Regions from separate parts of the Gossypium hirsutum genome. Here region 1 is linked to region 2. A link is a contact called in public Hi-C data. All regions are on one chromosome and are shown on one strand. Each heading gives the region's core, a stretch centred on a gene start, on an enhancer-like site or on the middle of the called end of the contact. The rest is flanking DNA. Distances are from core to core; before and after follow the strand shown. Region 1 holds the start of LOC121212699 (protein GDAP2 homolog). Region 2 holds the start of LOC107893668.

What was found. A called contact is a pair of places that touch in the nucleus more often than the background predicts.
Region 1: a contact with region 2 is called in a Hi-C map of leaf, with 2.4 times the contacts expected there. The contact joins the promoter of LOC121212699 here to the promoter of LOC107893668 in region 2. A contact is called at or near these places in 2 of 34 Hi-C or Micro-C datasets (both in leaf).

Annotation. Positions count from the first base shown.
Region 1 is chrA13:32,642,521-32,648,584 of Gossypium_hirsutum_v2.1, forward strand. LOC121212699 (protein GDAP2 homolog) reads left to right here and starts at 2,937. Exons shown (of 15, transcript XM_041086008.1): 1 at 2,937-3,133; 2 at 3,574-3,912; 3 at 4,469-4,546; 4 at 4,744-4,799; 5 at 5,259-5,378; 6 at 5,474-5,544. The coding sequence starts at 3,598.
Region 2 is chrA13:32,191,115-32,197,654 of Gossypium_hirsutum_v2.1, forward strand. It overlaps LOC107893668, which reads left to right and starts at 5,116. Exons shown (of 3, transcript XM_016818723.2): 1 at 5,116-5,901; 2 at 6,345-6,466. The coding sequence starts at 6,352.

The DNA of each region.
Region 1 (6,064 bases), core at 1,687-4,186, 450 kb after region 2:
CTTCCACTTTATTAAGATATTCGTTCCCCATTACAAAACTTTCTAACTCAGAAATCGAACTTTGAATCGACACCTTTTAATGATAAATGGCATGCAATGATAGTAAAATAAGAAAAACAAGTCAGTGTTACATATAAAAAAAATAATAAATGAGAACTTATAAAGGTAGGCACTAAAGGTCATCATCATACTACCTGGGCGAGCACTTAAAGTTCACTATATGTAGTTCGGTTCTAAAGCAAGGGTACCTGAACCAGCAGATTCCTCGATCCTTACCCATCGTAGGCTCATACAGACCGAGTTCAGTTCAGGGGAATACATTTCCCTATGCCCATGCGGAGGTGAAAACCTCACGAAGACATAAGTACAAATGTATTCCGAAAGCGATCCCCTAGCCCATGCGGAGGTGAAAACCTCACGAAAGCATAGTTTCTCACTCCCACTTAAAAGGTGTGACCATAACGGTCATGCAATGTAATGTAAAACTATTTAAGGACTCAAACCAACACAACAGGTATTATATCATAAACCACAAAAGCTGATGAAATGCAATGAAAGGATCATATTTCAAAACCAAATTTTCAATTTTCAATAAAAAGACAAAAGTTAATCAACTTGTGGCTTGACTCTCTTATTTAGTCCCCAGTGGAGTCGCCAAGCTGTCGTAACCATTTTTTTGGAAAAAACAGGAATCGACTTAGATTTTTGGAAATGAAAATGAATAGAGGAGTCGCCACCAATCTTTTTTGATGAGGTGTGATCGGATCACCTTAAATTAATCATTTTAATAAAAGTTAAGATTTACTAAAACGATAATTTTTGGTCTACGAAAATCAGAAAATGAGTTCGGGAGTCGGTTACGCACGAGGAAGGATTAGCATCCTCGATACGCCCAAAATTGGTACCTAGTTGATTAATTAGTGTCTTAGTGTCGAAAATTTGAAAACTTGAAAGAATTTAAAATACGATCCCTCTTTGTAAAGAAAATGCTCAAATGTTAAAGACCTTCTCGTCTCACAATATAAAATGTCACATCCAGTAAGTTAGGACACGACATCTTGAATTTTCGAGAGTGAGCTTGCCTTTTATATAAAAATTCGTGTATTTCAAAAGGTTATTCAGTTAGTTAAGGTGAACGAGAAAAATCGAAACCCAGTAAGTTAGGGCACGTTTCCTCGAATTTCCGAACACCGAATATTGCCTTTACTTGCAAAAATCTTATTTCGAGGTAACAAAATGTCATACCTGGTAAGTTAGGGCACAACACCTCGTATCTTCGAGAATAAGCATTTTTCAAAACTCATGTCGCGATTTAAAAGAGTATTCCATTATTTAGGTTAAAGGAGAAAAATCGAAACCCAGTAAGTTAGGGCACGATTGTCTCGAATTACCAAATACGGAATATTGCTTTTATGAAAAAATTATTATTGGGTTGGATATAATGATAATAATAATATTAAAGTAAAGTAAATAATAATACTATATATAAAAATATATATATATGTATATAATAGAAATACACACTACTATATAATAATAATTAATATAGAAATACAAAAAGAAAATATAATAAAAATATTAAATTAAAGTAATAAAAAACAATACTATATATAAATATATATATACATAAAAATATACACTAATATATAATAATAGTAATAGCAAAAATAATAAAAATATGAATAATATTAATAATATATTAGAATACAAAAGTAAAGTAATAACAATAGGGGTGATAATGATAATAATAATACAAACAATAATACATATATATAATAATAGTAGTCAGAAATAAAAAATAATAGAAGTAACAATAATGATAGTAATAATATAAATAAATATGGAGAGGGTATATATAATATAATAATATAAATAATAATATAAATAATAGTAAAAATAATAAAATAAAAAAAATAAAACAAAGCTCTCAACTCTCTACCTCTTTCCCCATTCCGGTCATGGTCCGGTCAGTACCCAGGTGCCGGACCGGCGCAGTCCGCCGTCTTTGCCTCCGTCGCCGGCCACCGTGCGCGGTGGCCGGAATTTAAAAAATGTATTATTTTTTGTTTTCTTTTTATTTTTATATCTAAATATATGTATACTATTTTTGAAAGAAAAGAAAAAAAATGTTTATATGTACAAAAAAAAGTGAAAATAAAAAGGAAAAAAGAAATAAAAACCTTAACGCGTTTGAATCTTTTTTTCTTTAATACTCGCTTTTTTTATTTCAGATTTGCTTGCAAACCTTTTGCTTTTACATTCTTTTCTTTCTTTTTGTATAAAAAAAACCTTTCAAAAATACAATTCTTTCTTCCTCCCCCTTTTTTACAATGGACTTTTGGTTTTGCTTTTATAGCCATCTTACATACATTTCTTATCATTTTATGTCTCTTCTCCATTTGATGGTGTAGGTGCAAGTGGGAGGCAAGGTGGTGGAGTAGGTGCAAGTGGGAGGCAAGGTGGCTAGAGTTTTGTCTTTTTAAAAAAAAAAATAAGTTTAGGTTGTATTGGGCTAAGGTTTTTATTATTTGGGCTTAGTTTTGGATCTGATTTTGTAATTGGGTTTGTGAATTGAATAAAATTTAGGTTTGATTTTAATTTGTTGGGTCGGGTAAATTTGGGCATCTACAAGTTTAATAAAGACCATTAAAGTATCATTATGCGAAGCAAGATGCATGGAATCCATCTAAGAAACTAAATGGGGAGTCAGAGCAGTAATTAGGAGAAGTTTTAAAATTTTAAAAAATCAGTTATTAGTCATATTGCAGTAAATATAAATTTGAAAAGAAATTACAATAATATTATTGTATTTTTGAATCTTAAAAATTAAAATTAAAATATAGCAAAACCAGAGCGACTTGAAACATAATTTTATCTAAATTTTCTATTGCGAATCCAAAAAGTTAACTTTAGAGCACAGCAGTCAAAACTAACGCAAAGTTTTGTTTTTGTTTTTATTTTATTTTATTTTTAATTTTTTCAATCAAATCCCTTTCTGGCCAGAACGAGCACCGCTACCGCTAGCTCATTCACCCAGCAATAATAGTTGTGTTTTTCCACATTTAAATACATAAAATCAGAGCCCCTAATTCAATTAAACATCATTTTTCTTTCCCCAGTTTTTCAATTTCAGGTACCTTCTTTTTCTTCTTTTACAATATATCTCTTCAAATTTTATTTAGTTTTATACAAAAATTCCCAATCCGTAATTGGTTATTCCTTTTCAAGTTTAATTTGGTAGTTGTTGCTTGTTTTGTTGAAATTTATTTAAATTCCGGCGTAAGGGATGTGGTTTTTTGCTTGTTCCTTTATTTTCATAGCATCAAATATAGGAAATTCGATAATTGAGAATTTTTCGAATACCAGTTCTGGTGATTGATATATCAATAGGTTAAAAGGTGTTGGAATTTGTTTTGATGATCTTTGCTAAAGCTCTCGTTTTTGGTTAAAGTAAAGATATTATGCAATGATTTTCTGTTTGAATTACGGTTTCTTTTTAATGATGAATTACTTTTTTTTTTTTTTAATTGTTAACGTTTGAGTTCCTAAGGCACTAAGGGTTCATACTGTTAGGGGCTCTGATTGGGAGCTGTTACAATGTATCGACCTGTGGCTACAGCTGCAGCCACGGGTGGAGTCCCAACTGACAATGGGGACTATGTTGTGACTTTGGATCAAGTCCCACGGTGGAATGATGCAGAGATTAGGTCTTCCTTGGAGTATGAGAATGAAGATCCTTCATTTTCAAAATCCTTTTTATCCGACCCCTTAACCTCTCATGGGGAGGAGAGTGGAACTAATGGGTTGGCGTCGAGGTTTCCTGTCGATCATGAAATAAACTCAAAGATATACTTGTGGAGGGGCCAGCCGTGGAACCTTGAGGTTGATGCTGTTGTTAATTCTACAAATGAGGTAAACAGTAAGTTTTCCCTACTTATTTGATGCTTACGGATGCCAAGTATTTTGCTGAATCACATGAATTGCATAATCATTGGATATTAACAACTTAGAAATTTTCACTATTGCACGTATGTTACATGGTCAAGCCAATGTGGAAATGAAAATTATTAGAAAAGTCTATTAATAACATTGGAACTGTGGTAAATTGCTATATGAGGATAGAGTTGATTAACCAAATGATATAAAAATGAGCTACTTTCTAACATGGATGCACAAAATTGACCTGCATTTGCTTCACCACTTCATTCAAAATTTTAGAGCCGAGTGGAGTTTTTCCTTTTTTGTTCCACGCATGAGTACATTTAATTCGTCCTCTGTTTCTCTAAAAATGAGGAAATGTTGTGAATATTGTTGGATTTTTTAGTGGGTAAGTATGATCCTTAATGTTCTGATATAAGGAACTCAGTTAATGGTTTGATTCCATTAAGGATAAAGCTGCCTCGCCCAAGAATGATCATTAATTAAAGAAGTCAATGTTCTGATTTATTTTTTACATTCTTGGATGCAGAACATGGATGAAGTACACAGTAGCCAAGGTTTGCATGCAGCAGCTGGGCCTGGTCTTGCAGAAGAATGCGCGACGTTGGTATGCTAAATATTAATCGGGAAGATATGATGTTGGAACTGTTTCCATGGATGCATTTCATGATCTATTGCACCGCATTGATAGCTCTGTTCTAAGCTTTTCTATAGTTTATGACAAATCTTTATGATTCTATAGCAAGTTGCCTTGATTAATGTCAACCTGAAGCAAGAATGACTTAAAGGACCTTTTATGGACAGGGTGGCTGCAGAACAGGGATGGCCAAAGTTACTAATGCATATGATCTTCCTGCTAGGTGTGTATGTCCACATTCTTGTATAACATCAGACTGTAAAAATTTGATGGTTTTTCAAAGATAATATTGATACTTGCAACTGCTTCATTTCAATGATGTTCTTCAAGAAATTAGATTGACACTGCATTTTTGTTTATATTACGAAATGTACCACTTTCTTGTGTTAATGCTTAAACTGTTTGACATCCTTTTTTTACCCACTTTCTTTATCAATTACTGTAGAAGACAGAAATGTCCAGTATGTTGTCATCATTTTGTTTTGATCATGCACGGGCCAGTTTTGTGATCATGGTGCATAAGCTGTTGTTCATAGCTCCAATTTGAGCTGCAATGACTGAGTCCTGACATGCTTGTTATATATCTTTTTTAGAATTTGACTAAAACTGTTATAGGTTAGGTTTTAGTCATGACATCTTGTGTTGACTGAAAACCTGATGGTTTTATGTATCATATTGTTAGGAGAGTTATCCATACTGTTGGTCCCAAGTATGCAGTAAAGTATCATAGTGCTGCGGAGAATGCTCTGAGTCATTGTTATCGATCTTGCCTTGAACTTCTTATTGAAAATGGTCTTCGGAGGTTTGTATTTTACAGATGCTGTATTCTGTTTCTTGATTTCTTCATCTGTTGTTTTATGGGTAAGATACTTACTATTTTGATGTGTATCAATGCAGTATTGCTATGGGCTGTATATACACAGAGGCTAAAAACTACCCCCGTGAACCAGCTGCACATGTGGCTATAAGTGAGAAAATGTCCTAAATTCTTATAGCTCTTTGTCTGATTTTGTTGATATTTCGTGAAGTAATTTTCTGGATTTTCAAAGTTTTTGTTTTCTTAGTATCATGTTTTCCTATTTCTTCTCATTATGTGCTAATATTATTACAGAAAGTGATGAATAAAATTCGAAACTTTGAAATGGTTTTCTTATCAAATGAACGAGAAAAAGTAATATTGGAAGATGTTCTTGTTCCTTGAATATTTGAAATGGATTGGTGCCAGTTGTGCATAAAATTTTTTCAAGTTGACTCTTTCAATGAGTTATAGGAAATACAATGTATTGGGGCCATTTACTTTTGTATAACATCCATTGCGTTTAATTGACATGCATGCCATCCAAAATATTCATCCAAATGGATAATTTTTTACTAGGGATAAACTCTTTTAAAAAATATCTCTGTTTGGATTTACATGCCTTTGTTTCATATAATATGTTATTTAAACTGTTTTGGAGGTTGAATGTTTCTGGGTTCATACTTTTTCCT
Region 2 (6,540 bases), core at 3,866-6,365:
AAAGAATGGTTATGGTGGAAGGACTAAATTGGAATTTAAGTAAAAGATACATGGAAATACAAGAGTGTGTTATTAAATAATATATATTGATAATTTTAAATGTTAAATTTTATGTAGCTAACATAGCACCGGAAACGTCATCGAAAAAGGGAAAGGAGAAAGTGAACGAGGATATCGAGTAAACTCGAGAATTTCGGTTTATATTTCTATAAACTATGATTAATGTTTTAATACAATGTAAATGATATTTTTAATAGTTAGAATGTATAATGAATGATATGATGGAAACTGTTATTGTTTTTGTATTATAATGATATGATTTGAATACCTTATTAACAGTGTCGGGCTAGTCGGATATAATTGGCATGCCATAGGATTGGAAGTGTTCAGAGATATTCCGACTGTGTGTCAATGAGACACTATATGTGTCGACTATTGTGATTATTCCGGATTCGTTCCGAAGAGGTACTGTGTACCTGACTATGATTGTACTGCTACTGTTACTGTTACCTTACGGCGTATTTCGGTTTCGGTCGATGAAACACTATACATTATCCCCGGTGTGTGGGTTGGATCCGTGTATCCGTCCAGGTCCGAGTTATGTTAATAGGGGTAATTGAAAGTACTAAAGACAAAGACTGTCTGCTATTGATTATGTGACTGTAACTGTTATACAAGTACTGACTGCTATTGGTTATGTGACTGTGACTGTTATACCAGTATTGAAAGATATTGAACGATATGAAAAGTATAAAAAGAATTGTTTAAACACATTTAAGAGCTATAAGTTAAAGGTAAGTGATGAAGCTAATAAGATTATGAAATAAAAAGTTATGTTACAATGTATATACATAGCTTATTATTGTTTTAAGTATTAGTTTATAGAAATACCACTGAGTGTATACTCAGCGTACAGTATGTTTCCGTGCGCAGGTCTAGGTACGAAAGAAAGTTGAGGACTCAGTATCCAAGCCAATCCCGGACTCAAAGTGGTGAATACTTTTCTTTGGGTAAAATGGCATGTACCTAGGTTGTTAAGGTGTTATTTTGTATATAATAGTGTATAAACATGAAAGTTGTTGAAGCATGGTATGAAATATGCATATTTTGGAAGTTAAACTTACATGAGTTTGACTAGTACGATAATGTTGTATAATTTTGATATGAATTGTGGCATATAATTCTTAAGAGATATTGAATTGAATGAATGAATATTTGCTAGGTTTGAATGGCATAATGAATTATATTTGATTTAAGAACTATTAGTAAATGTTTGGGCATGAAATAGATGTGTTTAGCATGTGAAAATAGCTTAAAAATGGTCAAAAATCATGTTTTCACACGGCCAAGTCACATGGGCGTGTGCCCAGGCCGTGTGAATAAGTCAGAATCTGCCCATGGCCTGGCCCTACGGCCATGTCCCAAGCCACACGGGCATGTCCCAGGCCACACGGGCGTGTGCCCCTATCTTCAAGGAAAAATTTTCAAAGTTGCCAGTTTAGTCTCGAATCGATTCTAAAACATATATTGGGCCCCGTAGGCCCATATTAGGGACTTTATGATGAAGTTTGATGAATATTGATCTGGAATGTAAAGTTTATGACTCGGTTTTATATAAATGTCAATGTATAAGTCCGGTAATACCTCGTAGCCCTATTCCGGTGACGGCTTAGGCTTAGGGGGTGTTACACGCAGAGCTGTAAAATAAATAAAAGGGGGAAATTTAGTTGATAAAAAATAAAATAAACAAATATAAAACAAAATAATAATAGAATTATAATTCCAAAATAAAATTAAGGTAATTAAATCAAATTGGTAAATCAATATGTGAATGCTTAGCCTCAGCCTTAGCCTCAGCCTCGATACACTCTGACATTGAATCGATCCTTGAAAGTAGATTTTCCTTTCCAAACGATAAGTAGGTTAAAGCGATCAAGGACGCCCCAATTGCCAACTTTTCCTTGTGTAGTTGGTTCTAGTATGACCTGCAAATTAACATTTACTGATTACCTAACCACATAAAACGCGTCCGCAATTTAAGATCTCGGTAGCCTTGCGATCTAGAAAAGCCTAACTCGAATTAACAGTCTCAACTACGTGGGTTGTTTAAATTTGATCACTATCTCCCTTGGCGAAATCCAACTAGCTTTTTCCAATTGAACATGCCAATTTATTTGTGGGAATTCGAACTCGACAGACGACCGTCTCGATTTTCCAACTGTACACCAAATAACTCCAACCCAGCGTGCATTTTTTGAATTGAAATTGAATTAACTTTAAGGGACGATTGCGACTATCTCATATACCGGAGAGATAGTGAATACCATATTGAAAGGTTTTTAATGCGGGTTCATATCTCACGATTTTTTTGTTGAAATAATAATCGAGCTAAAGCTAAAAGGAAATTAGTTGAACATGAAATTAATCATACTCAATTGGGACTTAAAAGTGAATTTAAATGAAATGGTGATAGGTGAAAAGGAGAAAGTGCTTACAAAATAGTTAAACCAAAAATAAGAAAAATAAATGAAATGGCAAAATGGTTTGCCTAATTCTGCATACGAATGGAAAAAGGTGTGAGAAAATAAGTTATATTTTATTCAATCTCCAGTGTATTTTCCAAAGCCATCATATAAGGTATTTATATACATTTCATATGCTAATTTTAGCCTGATTTATCTAATAACCAACAACATAAAATCATACCTTATATCATATTTTATATTAGGTTTTTTTTTCTAATTCTAGCTTTTATAAAGTCAAATAGAAAATTTGATTAGCCATAAATTTCTCAAAAATTTCAATCCGCCCCCTTATATTGCTTGTGCGCCAATATAGCCTGATTTACTTGTTAACTCGAATTTTGATACTCTAACTTCGTACTTGATAAAATTAACTAAAAATTACAGACTCAGTAGCAAAAATTATCGAAATTGGATGTGTTAAATATACAAATTCAGCTTGTTACCACGGGTATTTAGAGAGGGAAAAAAGAAAAAATTATATATTTTTAATGGGTGCTGCTTGTCTGTCAAGCGACACACGTTAATTTTTTTTTAAATATTTTTAGGTGTCATCATTGTATGAGTCAGCACCAGTGATATTAAAAATATATATATTGTAGAAAGAGTAGTTTGAAGCTTTGGTCATTATTTTAGAAAATTTGGATTCGGCTACTAGGAAATCTAAACCATTGAAGTCAACGAGAATGAAGAAATCTCTTATTTGGTGTCGAAATTGGCATGAAAAGCCACTGTAAATGGCGACACTGGTCGTTATTAAGTACGGCGACTAGGGTTTTCAATTGAGAAGAATAAGGAAAAGAACAGAAGTAAAATAAAATAAAATAAAAACAAAAAGGGCAACTGAGTACACGAGAGAAAGATAAAGGATGAGAGAGAAAGAAAGATAGAGAGAGGAAAAGTCAAATATGAGAAAGGAAAGATATTAAATTCCCTTTTGATTCTCTATTTTCCATAAAATATTAAATTCACTTTCATATATCTATTTTTCATATTTGTTAATATCTTTCATTTCCCTCTCTCGTCTCTTTTTCTCTCATATCTTTCTCTCGTCCCTCTATTTTTCTCTCACATTTGTTTCTTTCTCACTCTCATCTCATCTAAGACTATTTTTTTGAAATAATATTTCATCCACTAATGGTACCACTAACAAGCCAATAAGACAAGAACCACTAACGAAGCAAGCATGATCACAAGCTTCCCCTTAATTTTTTTTAAATATATATTTTTTAAAAATTTATTGACTAGTGTTGCCTGACAGACTGGCGACACCCATTAATTTTTTTTCTTTCCCTGAATACTTATATTTTGACGGGTATTTTGAAAAATACAGACTGATATTACCTAACACAATGGTGACACTCAATTTTTTTTTTTAAATTGATGATTGAAGGCAATTTCACCGATGTGTCATGCGGCACCGAAGGACACTATAGAGAACAGATCATTTTTATAAATAATTAATTATTTTAAATTAGTTGAATAAAAAACTTATAAATATAAATATTATTTGTTTGGACTTAATTTATATCTCTCATAATACAAACTTTCTAAGTGATTTTACAATAGAAATTTACTTAAAAACATGAAATTTGGAACATTGCAATAAATATTTCTTTATTATTATAAATACTACTATAAACTCTTAATCATAGTACTGTAATTATCAAACATTGCAAACTCTATAAAAAAAATCAACAATAAATATATCCTATTTTAATAAATGTATATGGTCAACTCATGCATTGTTTAAGGTAAGAAAAACTAGTTAATATATATTATCATATCGATCTAAAATACTATCTATATTAATATATATTTAATAGTTTGAAGTAATTTACATAAAATAAATAGTTAAAAAAATTATTTTACTTTAAATTTTGATAGTTAAAATATTTCATATTATTACATAGTTATAAATTTTATTGAGATTATATGTTTTTTTTTGCAAATTACATTTTATTAACATATTTTAAATATACTTTATGTTAATTTTAAGCTAGCATTTAAGTTTAAAATTAATAATTAGATTGACAAAAAGACCTAATTGATATAATATTGATATTTTAAAAATTCAATTAAAATAGTTTGAAGTTTAAAATAATTTAAAATTTGAATAACAATTTAGAGATATTTAATATAATTAACCTTAATATAAAATGTAGTCTAATATAAAAAAATAGGATAAAATATTTTATCAATTCTTGTACTTTGATCAAATTCAATAACAAGCCCTCTTACTTTTTTGTTTTTAAAATTTCAATTCAGTCATTAACTTTGTTAGTATTTTTTGTCAAAATTTGTTGACATATTAGTTAAGTTGTGTTCATATGACGTGATATATGTATAGTTGATGAAAAATAAGCATATTAAATTGAAAATTTATGATGGAAACTATCAGCAGCAATAATGATTGGATTAGGATTCTTAAATTGAAAAAGTAGGGATTGAATTTTTAACTTTTAAAGTATAAGGACTAATATAATTTTTTTTAAAAGTACAGGGACTAACAACATATTTTAACCAAATATATATTCTATGGCTAATAAGGAGCGGGTTCATCATTCATACTCAATTTTGAAATTAGGATCAAAAGTCAAAATGGTTTTTTTTTTTGTGCGTGTGTGTTTAATTAACCCAATCCGGTCCTGTTAGACCGCTTTGTATAAAGAAACGCCCTCGAACCGTGTCGTCTCTTCCCCCTATCTCCTATTTGCCGCCTCTTTCTCGATCCCCAAATTAACCTGAAAATCAATCTCCGATTTTCTCCCAATTTCTTCCTCTAATTTATAAATCACGTAAATATCTTTTCGATTGTTGTTCTTACCTTTCGATCGATCTCTCTTTCTATCCCAGCTGTTGATTTTACGCGTAACTAGGGTTAGGGCTCTTCAATCTCTTAGATCCCTTCGATCGAGCTTTTTTTTTTCCCTCGATCTCTCATGGGTTTTGGGTTTTTCTTCGATACGTGTTGATTTCCCTCCTTGATTTGGTTTAATTTTGTCCGATTGTTCGCGATTCGTTTTCCTTTTAGGGCTTAGATTTGTTCGGTACTTTAGGGTTCGTTTTTATATGGAATTCTTAGAGGGTTTTGGTGTTTTACGCCGCGGTGTTACCTTTTAGAGGGGTTTCTTGTCGTGATTTTGTTGTTTCCTTGGCGAATTCGTATTTTAGGGTTAGGGTTTTCTTGTCAATTTAGGGCTTGCCCCGGTAGTCAAAATTAATTGGGGGAAAACGCTTCTTCCCGTAGTGAAATCAAATTTTGTGCATAATTAAGGGCTGCCCACATCTCAATTGAGGATTCTGAGGTATTAATTGATCCCTGGCTTTTTAGTGCCCTTTCTAGCAGACTAAAGCTTCAATTTAAGAAAATTTAAAGGTAATTGACTTTAATTATTTAAATTTACTCAAGTTTCTGTGTTTAATGTGTTAATTCTTGCTTTCATAAGTGACATTGTCAGTATTTTACCCCTTTCAGCTCACCAAAGTAAGATTAATTATTTTATAAGAGGTAGAATATCTTTGTTTTTAGTTATGCTTCTAGACAGAAATGGCACGTGCATTATAATTAATATTAATAGCACAGTTCTTCCCAGTAAGGTTATATCAAAATTTCTTGGTTAAATGAGTTCCGGCAAATGTTTATTGTTTAAGTTTCCTTGGACATAAACTTATTCTTGAAGTTGAAAGTGTTATGTTATTGTCTTACTATGTTCCCCTGTGCATTGGCTGTTATGTTGCTGACTTGCATCTCTATCTTTATTCTTTGTTAAAACTATTACTATTATACCTTCTGTTTATAATTAATTGTTTGTCACGCAGGTGGTAAATGGGATTTAAGCGGCCTTTTGATGATGAGGACCTGCAGGAACTTCCTTTCAAGAATCGAAGACAGTTTGGCTATGATAACAAGCTGACTCGGTTTGCTGATACTACTCCCCATGGTAATAGTCCTCAAAAGCCTCATATTTCATGTAAAGGGTGACTGTTATTGTTTTTATGTGAATGATTCATTTTC